Regions from separate parts of the Hordeum vulgare genome. Here region 1 is linked to region 2. A link is a contact called in public Hi-C data. All regions are on one chromosome and are shown on one strand. The core of a region is the stretch at or near the end of the contact, and the rest is flanking DNA. Distances in the headings are between cores, read along the strand shown.

The links. Hi-C and Micro-C count contacts between places; a contact is called where the count stands out from the background.
Region 1: a contact with region 2 is called in a Hi-C map of seedling, with 5 times the contacts expected there. The contact joins the enhancer-like site here to the promoter of LOC123403375 in region 2. A contact is called at or near these places in 4 of 6 Hi-C or Micro-C datasets (leaf and seedling).

Annotation. Positions count from the first base shown.
Region 1 is chr6H:515,725,389-515,731,855 of MorexV3_pseudomolecules_assembly, forward strand. No RefSeq gene overlaps it. Among protein-coding and RNA genes, the nearest start is that of LOC123403375, 140 kb to the left of the region's middle. Within about 2 kb of position 1,318, at least 3 of the 3 cell types and tissues checked have open chromatin away from gene starts, as enhancers often do. A contact at or near this core is called in leaf and seedling, where this site is marked.
Region 2 is chr6H:515,587,588-515,593,544 of MorexV3_pseudomolecules_assembly, forward strand. It overlaps LOC123403375 (probable RNA-binding protein ARP1), which reads right to left and starts at 3,245. Exons shown (of 6, transcript XM_045097315.1): 1 at 2,457-3,245; 2 at 2,232-2,355; 3 at 341-464. The coding sequence starts at 2,747.

The DNA of each region.
Region 1 (6,467 bases), core at 68-2,567, 140 kb after region 2:
TTTTAGATTCCTCTATGTGTTAGCGGCGGCGTTCGATCTTACCTATGTTCGCATGTGCATGATCCTCTTGTAAATTATTTTCCTACCTTCTATAAAAATTTGATACGTCATTGATGCACTCTCGAAAAAAAAGGGGGAGGAAGGGCTCTGTTTTGTCAAAAAGGTTTTTTACAAAATGATAATTTCCTTTGCTTCAGTTCCCTTTGTTTACTTCGGTTAAGTTTTCCTTTCACGTCAAAACAATATCAAAATCAAAGTTGCCGGAAAATCACAATACGCATACAAAATTCTTGTGACGCAGAAGAAGATGCACCCGGAATGATGCCAGGTATCAAATCAAATACATCAAAGTATATATGCAAGGGGGGTGACAGCAACGGATAGATTCATAGATAAGCTAATCCTCGCCGCTAATTACCAAGCTGTCCTCGGAACAATCCAGAATTAATCCAAATTCAATCCAGATGGATAGGGCTCGCAGCATGTCCTCCGAAAGCAACCGTCGCCAGTTCGGCCGCCGGGCCCAACCGCCCCAAAAGGGGGCGTTGTTCTCCCTCGCCGTCGATCGTGCATTAACAATGGAGCCGAATCGGCCGTCTCCGTCAATCATGAGCCGGGGGCAAATCTCCCTTTTTCCCTGTAGGCACTAACTAACCTCGTCTCCCTTTCTTTAACAGCAAGCAACCACGGGCCGATCGATGTCGATCTCGTGGGATTTGGAGACGCAGCAGAGGGACGACGACGCACTCCACCAAAGCGACAGTAATCCAACACGCATCCGGCTCGGGTTTTCGTCGTCCGTCCCGGGCGTCATCAGTGCGTCCTGGCTGGCCGGGCAGCGAATGTCGTGCGAGAGCGTGGCGTCCTGCGCTGGCGCGCCCCCTCCCTCCTCCTTCCCGTTTGGCCTCTTGTCTCGTTTTCTTTTCTCAGCCTGGCGTCCCTGTCGACCAGCCCGGGAAGTTCGTTGCGGTACGTTACGAGCTCGCAGCTAGCGTCCGTCGGTCCGTCCGTTTAATATGTTCTCTGCGTAGTAGTTTAATCGCCGGTGTTGCTCGCTGGCGTGCGGTGGCGCCCGGCCGGAATCGGAGCCGTGCACGGCCGTAGGTGTGCGTGCATGTATGGCCGGCCGATGCCTTGCTATTGCTAGCTGCCCTGTGATGTGCCTCGTCTCCTTTGTCGTCCCTACAAGGTTTGTACGCCCGCGGGAAGGAATCTCTACAAGATTTGCTGGCAGCCAGCGGCAAAATCTGTGCAGGTCTGTACGACTCCTGGCGCCAACGGGTATCTAGCGCTACCATCATGCTGCCGGCTAGCCGGACAGCTGGCTGTAGCGTGGTGCGTACCAGATCGCACGCAGTGCATCCTCCCGAGAGGATTTTGAGCCTGGTCGCCCTTTTTAAATACTACTCTCTCCGTTCCTAAATATAAGACCTTTTACATATTGCACTATCAACTACATACGGATGTACATAGACATATTTTAGAATGTAGATTCATTCATTTTGCTCCGTATGTAGTCTCCTAGTGTAATCTCTAAAAGGTCTTATATTTTAAAACGGAGGGAGTAGCACATATAACCGGGTGTTGCAACGGAAGATAACTCTTTTTATGAAAAGCAACATAAGAGATAATTGATGTATCAATTAAAAACGGTCTCCACATCGAGGAGCTGCAGTCTTTTTCCGGATCATAACCATCCAACTCATGTCTTTTTTTCCTCGCGATCCACCTCCTCCTCGGGGTTGTTGCTGCCTCCTCATTTGATGGTTACCGGTGACTATCAGGGAATGGTTGCTTCGACCACTGCCTCGTACTATGGCGTAACCAGATCAATTGCTAATCCCACTTTATTATCATAATCAACGCATAACCAGACATGAATGTCCCTTCTTTATCGGGGTTTATCTCTCTCAACACACTGGTAGGCACCGAAATGGCTTGTTTTTCTAAGGCACAAGTAAAAAATCGAAAAAGGCGCGTAGAACAGTCGAACCCACGACCTCAAAGACCCGAACACATGTCGTCGGCCATTCGAACAAACGTGTGCTTCTAATCCACAGTTAGCGAATATTTAAGAACATATTGGGTGTAAGATTCATATTTTTTATTTATTGCTTTTGAACTTTTCAAAATAATAATAATAACTATGAATTTTGGAAGAAAAAAAAACGAAATGAGACGAAAAAAATAAACCTCTGAATATTTTTCAAAATGAGGAGAAAATTTTGGAACTATTATTTTTTGAAAACTTAAACAAATTTTGAAAATTGGAATTGTTTTTAAAAATATTGGATTTACATAAAAAGGTAAAATAATCTTTTAAGGAAAAAAGAACCAGAAAAGTGAAAGGGAAAGGAACGAAAAATAAAAAATAGAAAAAGCACAAAAACAAAAATGGGTCGGCCTAGTCTTAGCCCCGGTGAGAAGCTACAACTATTTGCACCATCATGCGGCAAATAGGGTAATCCCGTATGCGTGAGCAAAAAATAAGTGGGCTGATTTTGTTGGGCCAAAGCAGGCGTCCCACATACTAAATTCTGGACAAACTATTTTTCCTTTTTTACCAGACAGAAAAAAATGAAGTATCAACTTTGATATTTATTTTCATTCAGCGGTGAACGGACCATAAAATCGGGAAAAGGCACCTCCCTTTAATATTAGCTATAGAGTATAGATTTAGAAAACAAAGTAAACTTTAACAGAAATCTAAAAGAAAAATGACAACCATGTGTGCATCTTCGAAATTACCCCGTGTAGCTTAAAGGCATTAAAGAACAGAAGAGTAAAAAATCTGACGTCATAATTTTAGACATGGTAAACATGTCTTTTTTTAAATGGAGGAAAAAGCTTTGTCGCATCTTATTGATATAGAAGGAGAGTCAAATAAAGTTCAAGAAGGTCCATTACATCTCAACAAATGAAAGAGAAAAAGTCTACTCTCGCAAGCATAGAAATGTTTAGCCCTTGCAAGGCCCCAATTCTTTGCCTCCTCTTTGATGTTGTCTACTAGTAAAGCAGGCATGGTCCAATTACTGCAAAAAAACTCTAGTGTTTCGCTCGTTCCATATCTCCCATGTGACAAGCATGATAAGTGATGAAATGGCCTTCCTTATGTGTCCATGTGTAAGAACCGTCGATGTCCGAATAGTGCGGATGCCTCCCAAAGTCGCAATGTTAATTCAGGCACATCGACCGATGCTTGGACAGCCACCGAAATTCTCAGGAAATATCTACAATTGAAGAGAATGTGTCTCCAGACTCACGCTCTCTCTTACATAGTTGACACAATCCATAGTTGGGTCATCCTCGCTTTTGCAAGCGGTCGGCCGTCCACACCCTATTTTTTATGACAAGCCACGCAAAAAATGCACTTCGGTGGTGCCCAATTGCTCCACATCGCAGGAACCATGATGGTAGGAATTGCCCCTCAAATTGCGTGTTGTATGGAGAGATCGCCAAGTAGACTTGGTTGGTAGTGAGGTTCCATGAAATATCATCATGGAAATGCTCTTGCAAATGGATAGGGTCAAGAAGAGCCCACGGAGCATACAACTGATGCAAATGATTGATCGAGAGGCCCTCAGAAATGTTGATCCTAGTAATCCAAGCAAGGTCAAGGAGGGCATTGATACGTCTCCAACGTATCTATAGTTTTTGATTGTTTTATGCTATAATATTATCGTTCTAGGATGCTTTTCGGGTGTTTATATACCAATTAAACTTATCTTTGAGCACTAACCTATTAACCCAGTGCCCAGTGCGAGTTGTTGTTTTCTGCATGTTTTTGGCTTTTCAGGTTTACAGTATCAAACGAAGTCCAATTGCCCCAAAACTTTTTGATGATTTTTGCCGGACCAAAAGAAGACCTGGAAGCTTCGGGGGGGGGGGGGGGGGAACCGAAGGCCTCACGAGGGAGGCACCACACATCAGGGAGCGCCCGGGGGGTGACTGCGTGATATTGTGTGGTGGCCCTCTCAGACGCCTCTCGACATACCTATCCAACCTATAAATTCTGAAATATCCCAAAAATCCTAGGGAGCCACCAGAAACACTTTTTCCGTCGTGCAAGTCATTGTTCCGCAGTGTGCCCATCTGGAGCTCTGTTCGAGTGCCGTGTCGGAGGGGGATTGATCATGGAGGGCTTCTACATCAACCTTGCTGCTCCCATGGTGATGTGTGAGTAGTTTACCACAGATCTACCGGTCCGTAGTTAGTACCTAGATGGCTATCTCTCTCACTTGATCTTCAAAACAATGATCATCGCATCTTTGCTTTGATGTATCAGATGTAATTCTTTTGTGCGGTGTGTTTGTTGGGATCTGATGAATTATGGGTTTATGTTCAAATTACTCGTGATAAAGATTTGAGTCTCCTGTGAATTCTATTATGATTCTTATTTGCATGATTATAATAGCTTCATAAATCTCTCTAATCTATTGAAATAGTTTGGCCAACTAGATTCATATTTCTTCAGAGAGAGGTGTACATTGTAGTGGGTTCAATCTGGTGGAGTTCTATATCCGAGTGGCAGAAAGGGACAAGGACACATCTTTGTATTATTGCCACTAAGGATAAAACGATGTGGTTAATTCATATTGATTGAGTTCTCTTTGTCTACATCATGTCATTGTTCTCCAAGCATTACTCTGTTTTACTAAATACTCTAGATTCAAGGTGGACAGCGGTTGATGGGTGGAGTAATAGTAATAGGTGTAGGCAGGAGTCAACATATTTTCTTATGGACGTGATGCCTATATATACATGATCATTTCCGTGAATATCACATAACTATGCGCTTTTTTATTAATTGCCCAACAGTAATTTGTTTACCCATCGTATACCTACTACATGAGAGATGCCATTAGGTAAAACTACGACCCGTGGGTCTATTCACATATAAGTTTACAAATGCTACAATTACCTTGCTGCCTTTATTTACTTTGCATTTATCAACTTTCATCTACACACTTTACTTGCTCCCAAATAATGAGTTCAAGGGGATTGACAACCCTCTTGCCCACGTTGGGTGCAAGTGTTTGCTTCTTTATTTGCAATCGGTGAAGACGGGGGCTGGTTGTTACTCCTATGGTTTCAAAAACCTTGGTTCTCTACTGAGGGAAATCCTTATCTATACTGTGTTGCATCACCCGTTCCTCTTCATGGAAAAAGCAATGCATATCACAAGTATCAATGATAATGCACGTTGGAGTTTTATTTCTATTGGAGAGTTGAAAAATCGATGAGGCAATATCCTTTGGTTTTTCCCATTTATCCATGGAAAATGGCAAAACTTGGCCAAGCGGCCATCCCCACCGGTAATGGTTGTGGCCGCATATAAGTGATCCATGTCGGTGTTGTCACAAGGGTCGCCCAAATGCACCCATGCCCTGGTGGGTTCTTTCCATTCGTACCATGCTCATCGCAAGCATTGAGCCCTCGCAAAATTCTGCTATCAAGATAACCTAATCATCCCAATCTTTTGGCCTACAGTCCAAAATCCAACTGACTTTGCATGGTCCGCCTAAAACCTTGTCGGATCCAGCCCACCGAAAAGTTGTCTCAATTTTTACAAAAGCAGAAAAGATTGCCTCCACAGGCACCAATGAGGTGATGTTGAAAGTTGCCACAAATGAGAGAACTACTTTGACAAATGTAGTTCTGCCAGCCGCAGTGACACATATCCCTTTCAAAGGAACAAATTTATTGGTCTCCCTATCAAATGAGATACCGGAGATCGACCTTTCGTAGGTCGTGGATCGACAGAGGTAGACCAAGGTATTTGAGCGAGAAAGCAGAGGGATTGGCTAGGAAACTGTGCAGGACATAGTTGGGGTCAATGCTCGAGCAATGAATGGGTGCGACAAGGCTCTTCTCCAAATTTTTCACAAGTCTAGTGACCTTCACAAGGCCGACAAGGATGGACGTGAAGTGCTTGCTACTTCTTGAGCTTGCATTGGTTTTCCCTTGAAGAGGAAAGGGCGATGCAACAAAGTATATAAGTATTTCCCTCAGTTTATTGAGAGCTAAGGTATCAATCCACTAAGAGGAACAAGCAAGGCCCCAATCGTAGTACCTACACAAACAATCAAACACTTGCACCCAATGCTAGAAAGGGGTTGTCAATACCTTCAGAGTTATTTGCAAGCATGTGATATGATAGAGATATATATATAAGATTGCGGAAACAAAAGTAAATAAATTGCAACAAGATATTTTTGGTATTTTTGGTTTATAGATCTGAAAGTATAATATGGAAAATAGACCCAGGGGCCATAGGTTTCACTAGAGGCTTCTCTCATGAAGGAAAATAATACGGTGGGTGAACAAATTACTGTCGAGCAGTTGATAGAAAAGCGAATAATATCCAAGGCAATGATTATGCATATAGGCATCAAGTCTGTGTCAAGTAGACCAAAACGATTCTGCATCTACTACTATTACTCCACACATCGATCGACCCCTGCCTG
Region 2 (5,957 bases), core at 1,995-4,494:
TCATAGGTAAAAATGTTTAATAACCAAATCATTAAATATAGAGATAATTTTTAAGAAACAATACATTGGGTTAGTAGTCGCTTAAGTTATTAAATGCTCCTATATAATAAGGTGCTATACAACGATGCATTGGCACAGGTTGACAAAATCTTATTAGGAAACTGGGTGATTAACAGAAAGTCTTATCCCTACTCAAGTGATGGTTCTGAACCTGCAGTGCACCCAGGTCACCCACGATGTGCACTGTACGATACGACGATGCATTGCGATTTTAAAGCGGAACTGGCAATGATACATACAGCGGACAGGAGTACATGGGGGATATGGTATCGGCACTCACCCGTACTGTGAAGGGTGGTAGAACATGGCGTGAGGCGGGGTGGGCATCTGCTGGTGCATCCTGCCGCCCATGTATGGCGGTGGGCCCGAGGAGGGCTGCTGATCCGGCCCGCGCGGGGCCCTACCTGCAGGCACACAAACAAAATAATTTAGGCATGTCACACCATTGTTGGGCTGCAGAGGAAGCGACTCGCGCCCAAGCAAACAAACAAATAAATGTGCCGTGAAGAGGTAGCAGATCACGCATGTATTTGCAGGCAGGACATGAGGGCAGGGCAGGGGGGGGGCCACGCGGCCAGGCGTTGCAAAACAGTTGGATGGACGGACTATGCAGTTGCACCGGGAGGGAAATGCCATGTGCCCTCCTACTACGTTGGACCGGGACACACATGCATGCTGGATTGATCATGGATGGGTGATTTCCTACGCTCGTGTATATCTTTTCGAAGGTGTGTTGGTTGCCTAGCAGAAACCTTTCGATTTTCATGAAAGGGAAAAGGACACCAGAACCAGATGTGTTCCTCTGCCTGCATTTTGGCCAATCCTTTTTTTTTTAAAGAAAATAATCTTCCCCGAGAATAATGATGGAGGAACTGTGGAGGGTTTTTTTTATGTACACATTGCGTAGATTGGCGCGGTGTCAAATAATTCAAGACTTTTCTTAGCTAGCTTGCACTACAACCTACTCCAGTCTGGTACCCGTGCGCTGTACTGCACCCTAACCATAAGATTTGTGAAAATACTAAATAAGACATAATGCAAGCTCAACATTAATCTTTGCAGGGGGGAATAGTCAATTGTTTTATCATGAAAAAAACGGATGAGAAAAAGTTCAGCGCAACGCCGGCGTTCACCCAATCATTTGGAAAGCACGACCCAAAATCCCAAATCAATAAAGTAACACCAGATAAATATGAATATCACGAGCGACCAATTCAAGCAAAAAGCGCAACGAGTTGAAGCAATCCAAGCAGCAACATGCAGCAGCGTCCCCTAGCTAGGCTCGTTGACATGGCAACCACCAGACTGAAACCCTGTCAAAGGCTAAGTAGGAGACTAGTATATGCAACGGAACTCTTTTCCGATGCCGTGCCCTGATTTTGACCAGAAAGGCAAAGTGGACTGATTCCCGATTCTCTTCTCCAGCGATGAACTAACATGCACCGCCCCGCTTTACACCGCATCCCCGCTGGAACGCTTCGTAAGCTTGTAATTCTTTCCCAATGCGCAGCAACAGCAAAATGCAAGCTCAGACCCGTCGATCATAACCACCATTGATTGATTCTCCCACTACTCCCTCCTCCATCAACCAAAAAACCTTAATTGGTTCCTAACCATGAAATTATAAATACGATACTCTAATTGTATCAAAATCGTAGTCATATCTCCAACTGAAGAAGGGCCATATTTGTGGAGGCCGGAGTGGTAACTGATAGATACAGTTGCAGTAACTGAATGCAGAGGCCAGGCTGGGTCGGCCACATGAGTGTGCATGTCTGACAGCCGGAGCATGCCGCCCCTCCCCTCCCAATGCAGAGACCAAAGTGCTCCAAGTCGTCGTCCTGCTTCGTCTGGGCTGGCGCCCCAGTCTTTTAAAGCTTTTAGCAGCTGGAGCTGGGCCCCGCCCATCAACGCGGCGTTAATGGGATCCTCCTCCCTTATCATAACCCGCTGGCTAACACGCACGCAAGGAGGAGGAGGAAGGAGAAGGAAATACGCGTGCCCTAATCAATCAAGCTTATCCTGCTAGTAGTCGCGTACGGCGGATCGCCGCTGATCATGTCGCCGTTATTACTGCCATGCACATGCGCGAGCAAACGGAAGGGAGGGAGAGGAAAATATAAAGGAGAGGGCATTGATTCGGTGTTTTTTTCTTCTTCGCTGTTGCTCACCTCTCTGGGGCGACGGCCGCGGCGGGCCCATGGACGCAATGTTGCAGTTGGCGCGCCGGCCGGCGATCATCGGGTTCGGGTTCTGCACCGCCTGCTGCGCCGACTCCGGGTCCCGGAACGTCACCTGCACACACACAGATACAGAAGATACAGAAGATGAGACCAACAGATCGCCGGCGATGGCGTGTGCGTATCGGCGAGAGGGAGGGGAAGGGGAGGGCGTACGAATCCGTAGCCCTTGGATCGGCCGGTCTCTCGATCGGTGATGACGACGGCCTCGAGTATCTCGCCGTACTCCCGGAAGTGGTCGTGCAGCCCCGCGGACGGCGTCTCCCACGCCAGCCCGCCCACGAACACCTTGGTCAGCGTCGTGTCGCCGAACCGCGACCGGTGGTACGGCACCCCGCCGCCTCCACCACCACCTCCACCTCCACCTCCTCCGCCACCCGGCGCCTGGGCCGGCGACGAGGCGCCGCCCGCGGGGGACGACGACGATGCCGCCGCCGTCGCCGCCATCTCTTCTAGGCTCTAGCTGTAGCTAGCAAGGACGCAACCGCGCGACGGAGTCGACCCCTTGTTCGCCCGCGGTCCTCGCTGTTCCGGTCTTGTGGATGGATGGAGGGAGGAGTCGCCAAAGTATTTTGCCGGGATGAAACAAAACTGTGGAGGGATAGCTGAGCTACCCTGGACTCTGCGGGAGACTTTACCCGATCGGTCCGCGGTCAGCCTAGTGGTTTCGGCCGGGCCGGTTCGGCCCGATCCGGCAGCCTCCCTTGCACCTGACGACTACTACCCCTCCTACTCGCTCGATCCCGGCGGAAAGCTGCTCTTCCATAACCCAGCCTCCGCGCCTCGGAAGAGATGGGGCGGGAGGAGGAGGAGGATATCACAGCTGGGAGGGGAGGGAAGGGAAGGGGGCGGCCGTGCGCTGGAAGAGATGGTTCGTTCCCGGGGTGGGATGACAGCTGCATGACCTTTTCTAGAGCCCCATATAGTTTCCAATGGCCATACGACTACACGATCGACCTACCTCTGGTTGTATTCCATTGCGTTGCGTTCAAATCAAAATCCTTTTTCCTCGCGCTGGAGCCGTATCATCGCAGCCACCTTCCCTTCCCTTCGCTTGCCCGGCCCCACTTGGGCGATTCGCCGTGCCCCGACCCGTCCCTCTCGGCCGATGGATGGATCGCTCCAGGCGGGAACGTGGTGATTAGCAGCGCGCGCGCCAAGCGGCGGCACGTCTGCTGCGGCTACGCGCGTGTGGTGTGGTGCGGTGCGGGTTCCGCTAGCTATTCTAGCTAGGTGCACCGCCTCTTGCCCTTGGTTGGGTTGCGGTTGCTTGCGGGCTTGTTTCTCCTCCGGCTTGCCCGCGTCGGACACGCCACTTTGGTTTTCGCCTCGTGCGCAATGGCCCCACACGCTAGCGCCGTCCCACTGTACGTACCGTGGCGAGATTAGCTGCTCGAGCGTGCGTGCGTGCGTGCGTACGGAATATTTTGTGCACTAATGGTAGTCTGTCTAGCTGATTAAACACTGGTGGTAGTAAAAGCGGGGTGATGTATAAGGAATGTGTGCTCGGGGCTACGTAGACGGGTGCGTGTACCGGTCGTCATTTGTTGGTTGTATGTAGGAGTACGTACGTATTACTATGATAGTTAATTAATGGGAAGGGAATTTGTGTGGAAAGAGCAACAACCGGGAGCGGGCTGTCGTGGATATCACTAGGTGCGTCGTTGGCGACTCTTCCTCGCGCTGACCGTGGAGATGGTCGTTTCTCTCGGGCTGGCAGTGGCAGGGAGGAAGGTACGTCCGTCGTTGGTTTGTTAGTTATCCACGAGATTATAGTAGAGTCATCGGGGCGATGTCAGCGGCGCTTCCGTCCGCTGTGCTGGCTGGTGCATTGCTGCCGTGGACGCCATTAGTGCAGGATTAATAAGGGATGTACGCTTTGACCTCTCGGCACAACCTTTGATCCAATGTGGTTCTCTTATTATAGGGTAAATGTCTTTCCGTGTGTTTGGATGTAAACATTGAGCCATGGAATTCGGTATTGGCATTCGTTAGCCCGAATACCACAGTTTAGGTGGTCTAGATATTGGACCGTGGCATTGAAGCTCGATATTCGGCGCAGTGAGCAAACGCTTTGCACCCTTTTCTTGAATTCTTTGGTCGTGAGCTTGGTTTTGGGCTGATTTCCTCGCCCGCGCCATGCCGCGCCGCATATCCTCGCCCGTGCGCCCTCGCACGTCGCACCGCATTCTAGCTAGCCGCCGCCGGTTACTATCGATGCTGGCCTCGGCCACAGCCGCACCACCTCCGACCTCCTCCCTTTCCGGCTCCGGCCTCCTTCCTTTCCGGCTCCGGCCTCCTCTCTCTCCTTCTCCGACCTTCTCCTTCTCCGGCCTCCTCCCTCTCCGCCTCCGGCCTTCTCCCTCTCCGGCCTCCTCCCTCTCATGATTTGGATAGTCAATTGTGTTCACAAATTTCTAAATGCCCAATTCCGTACGTTGTGCATCCAAACATGATTTGGCATAGTTCCTCCGTATGAATTCCAGGAGCCCAATACATGAACATCCAAACACTATGTGTGACATTGAAGCTCAATATCAATGTCTTGGATATTTGGCATTGGAGTCAATTCTGTTGGAAATATGAGCAATTTACCAAAGGATTTTATTAAAAGAAAATCTAGGATAAACCTAACCATCATAACTAAGACGGAAGAAGACATGCAATATAGAGATGAAATGACAGAAGACAGGTGCACATATGATCTAGAAAAGAACATATGCATAACCGTTCTATATAGACAAGGTACCATAGGAAGTGATGAGCAGACACGGTACATATCTAGAAGAGATACTATAGCAAAAAGTTGCGATAGAAACTGAAAGAAGAAGAACATGAGTACGTACTGAGTTGCATCAGCAGGATTGGTGTTGGCGTTGTCGTTGGCCATGTTACCAGAGAGGTGGTCGACGTCAGGGAAGTAGTCGTCGTTCGGAAAGAAATCGTCGGTGTCCGTGATGGAAGCCAGTAGTCGCGCTGAGCGCTCCCCAAAAACCTCATCGCCCTTCTCCCGTACAGGACTCGAAGAGACGGAGTTTCGGAGGCCTACTGTCCCGACGAACGGTGCACGCTGCAAGACGGGATGAGGAAGAACGTAGCAGTAGCACAGAGAAAGGAACCGGTGGCGAGAGGAACTTCTGATGCGTTCTTCTGAAGAGGAGCGGCCTCTCTTTTATAGGCGCAGGAGAAGAAGGCGAGAGACCAGCGACGGGATACGAAACGAACAGACAAAAGCAAAACTGCAGCGTTCGGTTTCAATATCCACTAGCAAAACATTCAGCTTCTCCGAATGGACTTTTAAATACCAGTCGTGCGTGGCAAAAATTTAGTTCGACTCATTCCCGCAACCCGCGGCGCAGCGCGTCGTGACGAGGCGAGGCGGGCGGCGGAGGAGGAGCGCGCGTGTATGTCTCTATTGTTCTCAAGCTCATACATGTGTGGAAACATCCTCCCTTATAAGGAGGTCCAACTCCCACTAAACTAGCAATATGAGACTAAACATTTTCACCTCTTGCGTTGCACAAATGGGCTGCGTGGGCCTCTAGGATTTATTAGGAATTATATATTGGGCTGGCCCAAATAATTGAATAAAATTCCAGCAATCCCCCACCAGATCCCAGAGGCACACAAAAATTTGCCTTTGGTTCCAAAACACTG